5 separate regions of the Mus musculus genome follow, and all the other regions are linked to region 1. Evidence: chromatin contacts called from public HiCAR-type and promoter capture Hi-C data. All regions are on one chromosome and are shown on one strand. Each heading gives the region's core, a stretch centred on a gene start, on an enhancer-like site or on the middle of the called end of the contact. The rest is flanking DNA. Distances are from core to core; before and after follow the strand shown. Region 1 holds the start of Pim3 (proviral integration site 3). Region 2 holds the start of Trmu (tRNA 5-methylaminomethyl-2-thiouridylate methyltransferase). Region 3 holds the start of Celsr1 (cadherin, EGF LAG seven-pass G-type receptor 1). Region 4 holds the start of Gramd4 (GRAM domain containing 4). Region 5 overlaps Gramd4 (GRAM domain containing 4).

Region 1 (2,643 bases), core at 86-2,585:
TCAAGGATCCCTCCCTCCCTCTCCCGAAAGACTGGGGTCCAATACAACCAGATTGTCCTGGCCAGGAGGAGCACAGGCCCTGTTGGGTTCTTAGCTGGTCCTTTGAAAGCACCCACAGGCAGACAACCCCCGCCCCTCCCCCACACCTGAGCAGGTACCCTGTAAACCCTGCTGATAGCTGGTATGGAAAGCTTTGTTCTTGGCAGATGTGGTCAGCTCCTGGAAAGCATGTTAGGAGACAGCCAGACAGAGCTCCAAGAACCTGAGACCTATTCCGAGGGCCTGAGTGTGTCCAGACTGTTGAGGGTCTAGGCCACAAAGACAGAAAGGGGGTGAGGAAACCAGGTGGGCCCCAAATAGTGTCAAGGCAGTAGGCGCCTCAGAAAGGTTCCAGAGAGAGAAAGTGTGGATTGCGGTGTTAGTGGAGGAACATGGATAAGCCAGTGGGAAGCCAGGCTCCAGATCCCCCAAGTAGTAGCAGTTCAGGAACGACAGTTGAATCGTTTAGACATCAAACTGAAGTCCAGGGAGCAATGGCTCTCAACTCATTCTCACCCAGCTATGACAGATGACAACTCCAAGTCCTGGGTTGCTCTTGGGTCAGTGACTTAGCCAGGGGTCAACAACAGTTGAGTCTAATTTCACTGGTGTCTTAAGGTATAGGTAAAAAGGACACAGGGAGACTGCTGTAGGCTGTGTCTACTTGAGCTGCTCAGGACGGAACTATGGGCATAATAGTCATCAACAAAGGACCTTTGGTAGTTGTGAGCAGCTAAAGGGACACTTTGTCAGATGGCCTTAGAGCAGAGGGACAAGTTCCCAGGAGGGAGGATCTAGGGTTTAGGAGGCTCTCATAAGTACCCAGCTAGGAGCATGAGATCTGAGCCTAGCTGATGGGCGAACACTCAAGGTGTGCTCCAGGGAGCTGAGGCTGGGTTGAGAGGTCTGAGGGCAATGCTTTCTCTGTCGCCCAGCCACGTGCGCATCGTGGCGCGCGAGCAGCGGGTGACGCACACAGAGCTAGTGTCAGCGTAGGCCTCAGGGCCGCACGACTGTCCTCCCGGACTTCCGCTTCTCAGAGGGGGCCGACTCCTCGCACACCCCCAGCCACAAACGCCCACGAAGAACGAGGGAACAACACGCGTAACTCGCGGAGCCGGAGAGTGACCTTCCTCAGCGCGGCCTGGGGGGCGAGGCTCGGAAGGCCCCGCCCTACGCTGCCATTGGCTGAGTCCCCGTGTCCTTTCAAAACCTCGATTTTCATTGGCTTATGCGGCCCCGCCCGCGCTGCCGGAGACATAAGGGGGCCGCCGCCCGCGCGCGAGCTGCGCGTGCGCAGGGCGGGTGAGAGCGCCGTGAAAGCCGCGGAACGCCGTGCACCTCCGCGACTCTACTACGGCAAGCTAGTCCGGACGGGTCGTCGTCCCCGCGCGCCACCAGCCCTTGGTGAAACGACAGGGAGCGTCCGGCTTCCCCAGCACCGCCCTGCGAGACTCAAAACAGCCACACCGCAAAGCGAGCCTCGGGCGGAAGGAGGCGGAGCTTCAGGCGGCCCCGCCTCCGCGGAAGGATACACATCTCCGTGGTCCAAAACCCCGGGGCGAGGCGGCCGGGGCGTGTGAGCTGCTCGGCCAGCTGCCGTCTACGCGCTTTCGCGCGGCCACCGGGCAACTGCGCCGCGCGGCTGCCCCGCTGAGCGCTCGGCCTCGGGGCCGTGGGATCCGCCGCGCTGTCTGCGGTCAGGAAGACCGCCCTCCCGCGTCCTTGCCGGACGGGTCAGAGGCGGCACCGCACGCGAGGCCACCCGCGATGCTGCTGTCCAAGTTCGGCTCCCTGGCGCACCTCTGCGGGCCTGGCGGCGTGGACCACCTCCCAGTGAAGATCCTACAGCCAGGTATGTGTGGGGACCAGGGAGGGGGCCTGGGCGGGGGCCGGGGGGTGGCTTTGGGTCATCATCAACCCGATTGTTTGTCCCACAGCCAAGGCTGACAAGGAGAGCTTCGAGAAGGTGTACCAGGTGGGCGCCGTGCTGGGCAGCGGCGGCTTCGGCACGGTCTACGCGGGCAGCCGCATCGCCGACGGACTCCCGGTGAGTCGTGGCTCCGGGCGCACCCGCGTGGACGATCGCCACGCTCGGCCGCCCGTCTGACCGCTCGCGTGTCGCCCCCTCTTTTCCCCGCAGGTGGCTGTGAAGCACGTGGTGAAGGAGCGGGTGACCGAGTGGGGCAGTCTCGTAAGTATGCGGGTGCGGGGCGTGCGGGTGCGGGGCATGCGGGTGTGGGTTGCCTTGGCTTTGTCCGATGACCGCCTTGTCCCCCAGGGCGGAGTGGCCGTGCCCCTGGAGGTGGTGCTGCTGCGCAAGGTGGGCGCGGCGGGCGGCGCGCGCGGCGTCATCCGCTTGCTGGACTGGTTCGAGCGGCCCGACGGCTTCTTGTTGGTGCTGGAGCGACCCGAGCCGGCACAGGACCTCTTCGACTTCATCACTGAACGAGGCGCCCTGGACGAGCCGCTGGCGCGTCGCTTCTTCGCGCAGGTGCTTGCCGCTGTGCGGCACTGCCACAATTGTGGGGTCGTGCACCGCGACATCAAGGACGAGAACCTGCTGGTGGACCTGCGCTCGGGAGAGCTGAAGCTCATCGACTT
Region 2 (2,643 bases), core at 108-2,607, 3.0 Mb before region 1:
TGTAAGAAAATACTGGCCAACAGCAGCGCAGGGAGGAAAGGGTTTATTTATGTGGTTTGCACATCCGAATCACAGACCAACCTGAAGGAAAGTTAGAGACGGAATTTTGACAGGAACTGAAGCAGAGGCCATGGAGGAACACTGCTTACTGGCTTGCTCCGCATGGCTTGATTAGTTTGCCTTCTTTTACAACCCAAGATCACCTGCACTGGTGTGGCTCTCACATCAATCAACAAATCTCACAGACTTGTCTAAGGGCCAATCTAATGGAAGCATTTTCTCAATTGATGTCCCCCCACCCCTAGCTTGTGTCAAGTAGACAAAAATTCTAACATAGGTTTGTCTGGTTTCTGCTACTTTGTGGTTGGCCCTATCATAGGTTCTGGTAGGAAAAGTGAGATTTGCTATACTAAATGCCCATACCCAAGAAGGGAGGTCCTGGTCCTCAAGGCTAGAACACTCCACAGACATGACCCCCTGCCCTTTTGTCTCTCTCTCTCTCTCTCTCTCTCTCTCTCTCTCTCTCTCTCTCTCTCTCTCTTCTCTCTCTCTCTCTCTCTCTCTTTCTGTCCCAGGACTCGTATCTATTTTCTTCCAGCAGCCACTCAACATCTGTCATGTGCGAGGCCCCCCACAATCAATTCAGGAAGAGCCACAGCTCCAGCCTGAGGTCCCCAAAGCATCCACTCGTTAGAGCTGATCCCCGCAGAGTGCTCGTTCGTCCTCCAAGAATGGCCCACGAAACAAACACTCTTAAATCACAGGCACCAGGATGAACAGGTGCGACTCCAAACTCTCCCAGTCTTCCGTGGCCCATCCTTCCCAGCTACTGTCTGGGTCTGGTTAACTACGCTCCCATCCCCTACTCCAACCCGTTGACTGAGCTGCTAGCAAAGCCTTACTGAGCAACGGTCCACTATGCTTTGTCCTCCACTGGCTCTGCACCCGCCAGGCCCGCAAGCATCTAGAATCCAATGAGAACGTGTTGACAGCCCTGTCCCTCCAGCGGGTAAACAGGAGGAGCCAGCGGCCGACACAGCATCTCGACCTTGTGTGTGCCCAGGAACGCCTTTGAGACCTCAAGCCCGAGCGGAGGCTGTTCCTGGTGCAGCTGACCCAGGAGCGCCAGCTGAGCACAGAAGAAAACGTCGCAAGGGCAGCGAGTGGTGGCTAAGAAGCCGGACCCGACCAACTCATCGCTGGCCTATCTGGGACATGCTGCCACCTAGTGCTCCTCGGCCGATCCGCCGCGCGGAACCCAAAAGCCTGCAGAACACTGGGTGAGCGGAGCACGTTTCCCGCCGGGTGAAGAGTGAGGACGCCCCCCCCCCCCGTCCCCCCCGTCCCCCGGAGGCTGGGACTTCCGGCGTAGCTTGGACGCAGCCAGAAAGCTCGCGGTGTAGCCTGATGTCGGCGCTGCGGCACGTCGTGTGCGCCCTGTCTGGCGGTGTGGACAGCGCGGTGGCGGCGCTGCTGTTGCGGCGGAGAGGTGAGGCCAGGGTTCCTCACTGGGGACAGGAGCTTGGGCTCCTCCAGGTCTGAGGCCTGGCCTTTTGCAGACTCCGCGGGCCTCCAGGCGAGGACACCGCCAACTCTAATGACAAAATCACTCCAGTGTTCTCCTTCGTTGGATGACAAACTTCACTCCGAACAGCTACCAGTTCTTCCTGACTTGTAGATGTAGCCTCATGGGTCCTTAGGGTTCGGATCTGATTCCAACGACCGGTGTACATTCCTCCTGCTGTGTGGCCCCACCTTGTGTCAACCTCTCCGCATTCACCTTGGCGGCTTTTAATGGAGTCCCCCTCAGCCGTGGATCATCTTCCCCGGGGCACGCGGGGTGCAGAGGCGCGGGGCCAGGAGCCTGGGCTTGGGCAAGTTAACTAAGCACCCCCCAGTAAAAATGGGATGACCCGTAATATGGGATGACTGGAATGATTAAATGGCACAGTATGTATTGAAAGGGTTAGCTATACAATGTGAGATATATCGGAAAGCAGGAGCGATTCTTTTATAATCACAGCTGTTATGACAGAGTAAAAGAGCCACAGGATACAGGTGTGTACTATGGTGAGAAAGGAAGAGGGAAGCATTTCTCTACAAAGAACTGGCTGCAGTAACACAGGCAGGAGGCAGAGGAGAGAGTGCCGGCCAGAATAGGATATAGTGGGGTTAGTGAAGCTGACGGTATTAAGGAATTTGGGGTAATGTTGAGTAGGCAGTGTGAGTCTTTGAAGGTTTCCAATGAGAACTGTGTAACTAGATGCTTTGGGAAGTGGCAAAGGTTGGCATCATTCTTACAGATTTATCTTTTACTACTAAAGGGAGATCAACTGCTGCCTAGTTTTTATGTCACATTAAAACTATGTGACATGTTAGGGTCCTCTGGTAGGAGGGAACCTCAGCTGAGAAACTGTCATCACCCTGGCCTGTAGGCTAGTCAGTGGGGCCTTCTCTTAATAATTGGTGTAGGAAGCCTCGTTCCATTAGGAGTAATGCTATCTCTGGGCAGGTGGTCCTAGGTTTTATAAGAAAACAGGCTGAGCAGGCCAAAGAAACAAGCCCATAAGCAGTATTCTTTTATAACCTATGATTCAATTCTGCCTTCAGGTTCCTGACCTGAGTTCCTGCCCCAGCTTCCCC
Region 3 (2,643 bases), core at 49-2,548, 2.8 Mb before region 1:
TCCACCACAGCCCGTGTGCGCACGACACCTGATCGTGCGTCTATCTCAAAGACACCACCTGCGCCCTCCAGCAGACGATAGCGCATGTTTGCGTTGGAAGGGGCATCCCCGTCGGTGGCACGGATGGTCAGAACCTCATAGCCCACCTCCAGGTTTTCTCGAATTCGCTCTCGATACTCAGACTGCTCAAAGACTGGGCTGTGGTCGTTAGTGTCACTGACAGTTACGGTGAGGTAGGTGGCAGCTGAGCGCCTCGGGGAGCCGTGGTCCACAGCACTAACTTTGAGTACATGAGTGTCCTTGGTCTCCCGGTCCAGGGAGCGGGCTGTGGTCACTGCACCCGTGGCGGCATCGATGAGGAAGTAGCCATTAGAGCGCTCATCGAACAGCGCCTCCATCTGGTAGCTAAGGCGTCCTGCATCGCCTTCGTCTGGGTCGTGCGCGCGCAGTTCGATGACCGCAGTGCCCGCAGGCTCATTCTCAGGCACTGACACCTGGTAGCTGGGCAGCGGGAACTGCGGGCTCGTGCTGCTGCCCGTGCCCCGCCTAGACCGTCGCACCACCCCCGCCCGAGGTTGGGACAGGTTAAGCAACGATGGCGACACCGAGGGCGACTCTGAGGGCGTCCCAGAGGTCGCCTCTATTACCAGCTCTACCCAAACGGCGCCTGCCGCGCGTCCCAGGGCGCACACCAGACGCAGCTCAGCTGAACCTCCTGGCCGCAGGCAAATGGGTCCGCGCCTGCAGCCGGTCCCGGCGACCGGCGGGCAGCTGCAGGCGGGGAAGTTGGTGATGGCCTCAAGCACCGAAGTCAGCGAGGCTGCGCCGCCGCCTGCGGCCGGGAAGCAGAGCGCATCTCCAAGTCCAGGAACTGAGCGGACGGCCGGAGAGCGCAGCTCTGCACCGCGGGCCGAGCGGCGCAACAGCCGGACCCCACAGCGGGCACCATAGGCGCGTGCCCTTAGTACCAAGCTCGGGGCCGTCGGGGCGCCGCGGGCGACCAGCCGGACCTGCAGCGGCAGCAGCCTCCCGGCCAAGCGGGCACAGCCCAGAGTCCCCGCGCCAAGCCCAAGCCTCCGACCGGCTGCTGGCCCCTCGCGGCTCACGTCCAGCAGCTCCCGAGGCGTGCGCGTGGTGTCCAACCTGTAGCTCCAGCCGGGTCCGAGAGCGAAGGCGCGGGCCCCGCCAGGCACCCGCAGCTCCCAAGCGGCTGCTCCCAACTCCAGGGCTGGCAGGGCGGCGGCGGCCAGCAACACCAGCGCGGGCAGCACGCGCGGCGATGACGGCGCCATGGCCCGGAGCCGCAGCCCGAGCCGGGCGCCGGAGCACAATCCATGCACCCGGCGCACCTCCGCATCCACCCGGCGCGGCCGGGGGGCGGCTCCCGCGCGCCCAGCGCCGGGCCCTCGGGGCGGCCCGCGCTCTGCCTCCCCGGGGGCCCTGGCGAGGACACCGGGGGCCGCGCGCCCGGCCTCCCGCTCAGCTTCCACTTCGAGAGCACTTTGCGAAAGTTTGCCAAGTTGGTTTCAAGATGGCTCCTCCGTGCGTCCCGGGAGGGCGCCGCGCATCAACCTGCAGCAGCGCCGGCTCCAGGCGGCTCCAGGTGGCCCCAGCACCGACTCTGCTGGGCGGGCGTGGGAAGCTGGGCGGGCCCGGGGCGGGGCGGGGGCTGCGATCACCACACCGCCCGCAGACCCTGGCGACGGATTGCTGGCTAGGCGGTGTGCTTTGCCAGCGCCCCCGCCACTCTCTCTCTCTCCCCGCCCCCGGCCCCGCCCCGCCCCCTCCCAGTGGCTCATTGTTCAGCCCTGGGAGGGGGAGGATGATGGGGAGGGAGCCAGCCAGGAGGTGCGCGCCCCGATGATCTCCATGGAGACGTGGGGGCGCGGCCCTAGCGGGGCCTGGCCTCCAGCCCCTTCCCTTTCGGTCTTGGCACCCAACATCCGCAGAGGACCGGGCCCTGGGAGCGTGGCGCTCAACTACTGCTCTAGAGTCCCGGGCCGCGGCTGCTAAAGAGTCCCTCGTACAGTTTCCTCTGGGCCGAGTGCTGTTCAATCCTCGCATTGCACCTGATAGTGCAGATCTATGAGTAAGCCACCCCTGGCGTCGAGAGAGTTAGATCTAGAGTTCCAAGATACAGAGGTGCTAGAAAACTTCGGTAGAGTCGTGGCGGTGGCAGGGGACTGGGAGACTGTTAGACTCCAGCCTCGCGGGAGCTCAAATGCTTAACTCCAAGGAGTTCCTTGGATTTTGAAATCTCATGGGCAGTTAACCGGATTCGGGTTCCACTTTGTTTAAAGTGCAACATTTAAATTGGAAAGAAAAATAATGTAGTTTGGAGGTGACAGTGGGAGGGGCCTTGTTCCCCAGAACATGCTGTGGGGCCTGAACATTGGTGGAGGAGACCGTCTGTCACCAAACCCCTAGTTACTGCCCATCAGGGGACAAGCAAACACTGAGGGGGCAGGATCCGTGAGAACCTGGGGAAAACCAGAAGGGGGCTGGAGAATCACTCTCGCCCTGCGTGAAAGGGTGGGGCGTGGCTTCAGAGCCGCAAGACCGAGCCTAGATTCCAAAGGAGCACACCTTAAAGGCGGTGCTTCCGAACTAGGGAGGGGAGAGGCGGACCTTTGCAACATTTTC
Region 4 (2,643 bases), core at 87-2,586, 2.8 Mb before region 1:
TGGTCTAGGCAATCCTGGAGGCAGGAAAGTAGCACTTGTGCTTGCAGGGGGCGGTGGGGGTGGGGCGACGACCAGAGTCCGGTTTTGCTGTAGGACAGAGAGGAAGCAGGGAAAGCCAGGGGTAGGAGGAACCAGCGAGATTGGTGTGGCATTGGGCTGGGATGCCGCACAAAGGTGACTCAGAGGAGGTTCCTGCCCAAAGTAGCTCTCATCTTGCCAAGACCAAGCCCTGCAGGCAGCTTAGCCTGGCATCTCACACTGCCAGCCAAGAGCCATTGGACAGACCTCATGTTGTGCTACACATGGGCATTGCTTCTCACTCTGCATTCAGAGAGAGAGAGAGCTCACCTACAGGAGCCTCTCTGGATGCCAGCCCCAGACCCTGGGACAAAGGCCTGTCTGGAAGGTAGGCAATGCTGGAGGACAAAAGGGGGCCTGAATCCTGCCCCCACCCACCCCACCCCCCAGAAAGCTTCAGAGTCCTTCAGCATTCCTCAAATCTCCTGGGGTGCTTGAGACATAATAAGGTGGGGGACAGTTCTGGATTGAGAGGGTTGGAGGTGAGGTCGTCAAAGCCCCGCAGTGCAAGCGGGTCATGTGGTCACAGGTCTAATGTGCTGTCTCCACTTGCTGATGCTGAGTTTGCTACAGTCACCCTCGTACCCTACAGTGGACCTCCTAGGTCAGACCCCATACGGTGCTGCAGGTCAGTCCTCCAACCAGGCTAGGGCCTGGGGTTCTGGAGGGTGTGGTCTTTTACCAGGTTCATTAGTTATCTTTCTGGGTCCTTGTCAACCCTGGTTTTTGAAAGGCGAGTCAAAACGGGGGAAGTGACTCCTGGAGGATCTCTTTTCCTTTAAGATAGTACTAGAGCTAAAGTAGGCTTCCTATCGCTACGGTGACATTTAAAGGTATGTGGCATTCCTGGTTAGGTACTGAGTGGGAGAGAAGGGAGGAGTTGCTCACTGCCCTCCAGGTGGAGGTTCCATGTCCTTTTCCCAGTGTGGAGCTGTGCTCTGAGTCCAGCCTGGCGGTGCCAGGACAAGTATTTCTACACCAAGCGCGGGTCTCCATTTGGCAGTAACCGTCAAGCCAGTTCGCCGGGAGAGAGGTGACAGTGGAGTGTATCCTTGTGCTCGGTTGTGCCCGTGGCTGCGACTGGCAGGCGGCCACGCGTGCGCGTGGGCACGCGCGGCGAGGACCCACGTGGGTCACCCAAACAAAGGCGGCGCCGCGTGATCGGGCGCGCGCGCGCGCACACACCGGGCAGGGAGGGCGGGGAGGCGAGGGGGCGGAGCGGGGCGGCGGCTTGCGCAGGCCCGGTCGGGGGGCGCGCAGACTCCGCGCAGCAGGACGTGAGCGCGCGACGCGGCGCCGCCTCCGCGCTCGTGGCCGGCACCCGCGGGGCCGCGTAGTCCCCGCTCCCCGGCGCCGCTGGGCTCCCGGGAGGGCGGCAGGTGCAGCGCGGCCGGGTGGCCGGCCAGGGGGGCGCCGCGGCGGCGGGTGGATGAGAGTTGGCCCCGATCATCCCGCAGGGTAAGCGGCGCGCACGCGGACTCCCACACGGACCTGGGCGACGCTGGCCACGCTCTGTCCTAGCTGCCGGGCCGCGACCCCGTGTGCCCACACTCTCACTCGGTGGCCCACAGCAGCGACCCTCCCTTCGGGGAGCAGCGCGGGCGCGCCCCCGCACACACGCTCCCGGGGCGCGCGTCACGGCCGCCCCTCGCGCGTACCACGGGCGCTGTGCGGGTCAGGGTCCTGGTGGGCGAGAGGCAGACGTCGATGGGACGCAGGGCCCAAACTATGATGTGGGGGAGTCATTAGATGGGTCACCATGCCTAGGCCGCTAGCGGGGGGGTCAGGATGAGGGCACAGCAAATGTCGTCCTACTGACCCACTCTCTTGGTGGTGGGGGAGGACTGAAAAGGAGGAGGGCTGTCCAGGCCGGTGTGGCCCAACAGATGACCCGGGGAAAAGTTGTGGACGCTTGCTCCCTTTCCACACCCTGCTCTCTGTTATATCTTTTCCTTTCATTTGGAATTAGCCTATGGGATTCTGGGGACAGTTGGCACCTGGGCTGGAGCTTAGGCCTATGTGTTTATACAACCGTTAAGGTGGGGTGCTGTGTGGCAGTCCCTAACCTAAGACTTCATCTGTCCAGAGCGGGACCAGCACCTCTGAAGGGTGGAGAGGGACTGACTAGTCTGGATGTTGGTTCCCCTGTGGCCTTCCTACCCGTGGCCAGGGTAAGAAGCAGGCTTCTAGGGCCAGAGGCAGAACCTTGTACTCTTTGGAACTTCCCATTTTCAGAGATAAGAGAGATTCAGTTTGGGGGGACCTTGTTCAGAGTGGGTTCCCTTCCTGCCTTGCCTTGTGTAGATTAGGGACAAAATTAAAGGTGCTGAGTCTTAACGCACTCCCCCCCCCAATCCTCAATTTCGCTGAACCCCAGCCAGGTAGGAGCTTGCTTTAGGGCCAGGTTCAGAAGGAGGGGTCATGGTCCAGGCTCTGTAGGGTTTGAAATAAAGGACAGTTGGAAGTTAGTTTATCTCGGATACCTGTTCTGTGAGATCGGGCAAGGCACTGTCACAAAACCAGCCCTGCCTCAGTTTCCTTATCAGTGGGTGACTAATGACAAGA
Region 5 (2,643 bases), core at 100-2,599, 2.8 Mb before region 1:
TAACTTAGAAATGAATCAAGGCTGTTTCTGACTGTGACCAGAAAGGAGATGGGCACTCTCGCTGGCTCTGTGACATGTGGTGTTCTGGGTCTCCTCTGACCTTCTCTTTAAAGTGAGACTCTCTTGACCCGGCTCCTCTTCCAGATTATGCCTAGATATAGCTCCCTGTAGGACCTGCTTCGGTCCTCCAAGACCTAGTGGCAGGTCAGAGGTCACGGGCAGGCTGTCCACTGGTTGCCTGGTGTCTATCCGGGAGGCCTCCGAGTCTGCCTTCCGCCCCTACCGCCTCCCACTACCGCCTCCCACTCCTTCCTGCTTCGTCCCCACCTCCATCTTGGTTCCCTCACAGCCTTCGGGGGCTGAAGACATTCCAGGCTGTGTTTATGTGGGTTGTGTCGATGGCTGCCTCTCGTACCAGAAGTTAAAGCAAAAAGACTTTAAAGATATTTATTAACTTACTGAATAATGTCCATGACAACCCCACTCCACGTCAGCCAGCACCCACAGCACATGCTCACTTAGAAAAATTACGAGAAGGAGGACGGAGAAGAGGGGCACCTGCATCGCTGTAGCTCTCCACAGGGTCCGCTGTGACGGGACAGCCCAAGGATGGCCAGGTGTGCTTCCGTAGGTGCTTTGAGCAGAGGTTTGTGGACACCTCAGCCCCGACTGCTGATTCCATTCTCTTGTACGTGGATTCAGAGGTCAGCTCGCTGGGTCACTGGGTCTTTTCAATCTTAGAGGGACTGTCTTCCTGCTGTTCTCCATGATCCCCTGTGGTTGTGTCTGTGCACATGCACATGCACACACACACACACACACACACACACACACGAATGCACACACACTGCCACCACCACCAGCAGCACAACTGCCTGGAAACAGGCCCCTCAGTTCCTCCACTCACCCTGCCTCATTCCCGGGCTCACATCCTGGCAGGGGCCCCAGAAGAGGACTAGAGCAGCAAGACCAGATTCCATCTTCTACCATGTGATGGCCGTATCTTTCCTCCCTGATTCCTGTTTCTTCATCTCTTAAGAAAGGAAGGCCTCTGTAGTCAGCGTAGAAAGTTCCAGGGTTTTTTTCTTAGTGTGTGTCACGCCTAGAGACAGAGATGAGGAGCCTGGAACCCAGCTGCTGTCCATGGGCTTCACTGAGGTGTGGCCTGGGAAGTGCCAAGCAGGTCGCTTATCCTCAGGGGAGCATGGCTGGCATCGTTGAAGGCTGGAGGGGCTAATTACCTGTGGCCAGTTCCTGCTACCTCTGCTGCCCCATGCAATTGGGCAGAGCCTCCCAGATGAACCCAGAGCTGCCTGCTGGTTTCCATCTCCACGACCTGTGCTCATTTCCTGAGTCTTGACCACCGCCTTGTCACCTCTCTGAGTCACAGGTCACTTGGCACCCCATACTGTGCTTGAAATGAGATGATTCTTAATAAGATTTCCCTGCCATTTCCTCTCTGTTTTTTTCTGTTGAGAGGACACTGGCCACACTGCCTTCCCTGCATATCCACCAGCTGACTTTTTTTTTTAACCTCAGTGGAGTTGTCGTCCTGGGCTGTCACTGTCTGTCCCTCAGGCTAGGGACACTCTTCTCCCTCCTGAGTCTAGCATTCACAGCTCCAGCAATATCACCCTCTACTTGTCTGGACCTCAGCCCCAAAATCAAGTGTACCTAAAACTCATGTCTACAATCCTGGCACTCTGGAGGCTGCTGCAGGAGAATGGCTGCTAGTTTGGAGCTAACCTGGGTACATAGTGAATTACAAGCCAGCCTTGGCTCCAGCATGAGATCTTGTCTCAAACAAGGATGATTAAAAAAAAAAAAAAAAAAAAAGCAGCATGCCTGGCACATAGTAGGTGCACCCAGAACACCTAGTAGGATCTTTAATGTCCCCAAGCAGTGGCACACTCACACACTTTATCTTTACTGACTGGCTGGAGCCTCCCTTGAAGTCCTCTCAGACTGTAGCACTCCCAGGAACACTTGTCTTCCTACCACTTTGCCTGTGGGCTACCCTGAAGACTGTGCCTTAAGACAGCTCTGATTGCAGCATGCGGCTTTCAGATTACCTGTGTTGTAGGCTTCAGTTGTACCCAGAGGGCTTTGCAACTTGCTTTAAAATTTTTCTCCTGTCCATGGGACTTGAGAGTTTTTTGGTTTGGTTTAGTTTAGTTTTTGTTATTATTGTTTTGAGACAGGGTTTCTTTGTGTAAACCCCGACTGTCCCGCAACTCACTCTGTAGCAGAGGCTGGCCTCGAACTCAGAGATTCACATCCCTCTGCCTCCTGAGCGCTAGGATTAAAGGCGTGAGCCACCGCCCACCTGGCTGAGACTGAGTTTTAAAGCAGTGGCTACAAGTGAGGGGTGCCCAGGGGTTGAGGGCTGCCAGGCTGGCAGGAACCATCTCCCTGGTGAGTACTGGTTTAGATATAAAATATTTGATAGCAGTGCTGTGCTGGCAATGCCGGTCGGAACATATTCAGGGCTTGCCCGATCAGCGTGAGAGTCTCAGGCATGGCCTCTGATATCAGCTGAGCCAAGCTAAGAAAACTGGAAGTGACTGGAAGGAAGGAACCTGGTTTGGTAGCTCATGGGCTCTTCAGCTGGGAAGCTGTTTAAAGCCAGAGTCAGGGTTAATT

Evidence for each region. Promoter capture Hi-C pulls out the DNA fragments that hold promoters and counts their contacts. HiCAR-type assays count read pairs that join an accessible place to other places.
Region 2: a promoter capture Hi-C map of hippocampal neurons shows a contact between it and region 1, with 4 times the contacts expected there. The contact joins the promoter of Trmu here to the promoter of Pim3 in region 1. A contact is called at or near these places in 1 of 39 promoter capture datasets (hippocampal neurons), 1 of 115 datasets of contacts at active chromatin or transcription factors (forebrain) and 1 of 9 other capture datasets (embryonic stem cells).
Region 3: a HiCAR-type map of astrocytes shows a contact between it and region 1, with 4 times the contacts expected there. The contact joins the promoter of Celsr1 here to the promoter of Pim3 in region 1. A contact is called at or near these places in 2 of 39 promoter capture datasets (cranial neural crest and embryonic stem cells), 1 of 484 Hi-C or Micro-C datasets (embryonic stem cells) and 3 of 115 datasets of contacts at active chromatin or transcription factors (astrocytes, embryonic stem cells and epiblast stem cells).
Region 4: a promoter capture Hi-C map of embryonic stem cells shows a contact between it and region 1, with 4 times the contacts expected there. The contact joins the promoter of Gramd4 here to the promoter of Pim3 in region 1. A contact is called at or near these places in 2 of 39 promoter capture datasets (cranial neural crest and embryonic stem cells) and 2 of 115 datasets of contacts at active chromatin or transcription factors (acute myeloid leukemia and large pre-B cells).
Region 5: a contact with region 1 is called in a promoter capture Hi-C map of trophoblast stem cells, with 9 times the contacts expected there. The contact joins the enhancer-like site here to the promoter of Pim3 in region 1. A contact is called at or near these places in 5 of 39 promoter capture datasets (the 3T3-L1 cell line, cranial neural crest, liver and 1 more) and 1 of 115 datasets of contacts at active chromatin or transcription factors (acute myeloid leukemia).

What each region holds. Positions count from the first base shown.
Region 1 is chr15:88,860,859-88,863,501 of GRCm38.p6, forward strand. It overlaps Pim3 (proviral integration site 3), which reads left to right and starts at 1,336. Exons shown (of 6, transcript NM_145478.2): 1 at 1,336-1,894; 2 at 1,980-2,089; 3 at 2,183-2,233; 4 at 2,321-2,643. The coding sequence starts at 1,810. It overlaps Gm33049, which reads left to right. Exons shown (of 3, transcript XM_006521646.3): 3 at 975-1,648. The coding sequence ends at 1,622.
Region 2 is chr15:85,877,970-85,880,612 of GRCm38.p6, forward strand. Trmu (tRNA 5-methylaminomethyl-2-thiouridylate methyltransferase) reads left to right here and starts at 1,358. Exons shown (of 11, transcript NM_028063.2): 1 at 1,358-1,489. The coding sequence starts at 1,408.
Region 3 is chr15:86,032,479-86,035,121 of GRCm38.p6, forward strand. Celsr1 (cadherin, EGF LAG seven-pass G-type receptor 1) reads right to left here and starts at 1,299. Exons shown (of 35, transcript NM_009886.2): 1 at 1-1,299. The coding sequence starts at 1,292. It overlaps Gm34764 (a long non-coding RNA gene), which reads left to right and starts at 1,775. Exons shown (of 3, transcript XR_384307.4): 1 at 1,775-2,089.
Region 4 is chr15:86,057,426-86,060,068 of GRCm38.p6, forward strand. It overlaps Gramd4 (GRAM domain containing 4), which reads left to right and starts at 1,337. Exons shown (of 19, transcript NM_001379572.1): 1 at 1,337-1,536. The coding sequence starts at 1,508. Gm41375 (a long non-coding RNA gene) reads right to left here and starts at 1,191. Exons shown (of 3, transcript XR_875536.2): 1 at 967-1,191.
Region 5 is chr15:86,078,737-86,081,379 of GRCm38.p6, forward strand. The region is part of intron 1 of Gramd4 (GRAM domain containing 4); the gene reads left to right. Among named protein-coding and RNA genes, the nearest start is that of Gm15722, 11 kb to the right of the region's middle. Within about 2 kb of position 1,350, at least 67 of the 459 cell types and tissues checked have an H3K27ac peak or open chromatin away from gene starts, as enhancers often do. A contact at or near this core is called in trophoblast stem cells, where this site is marked.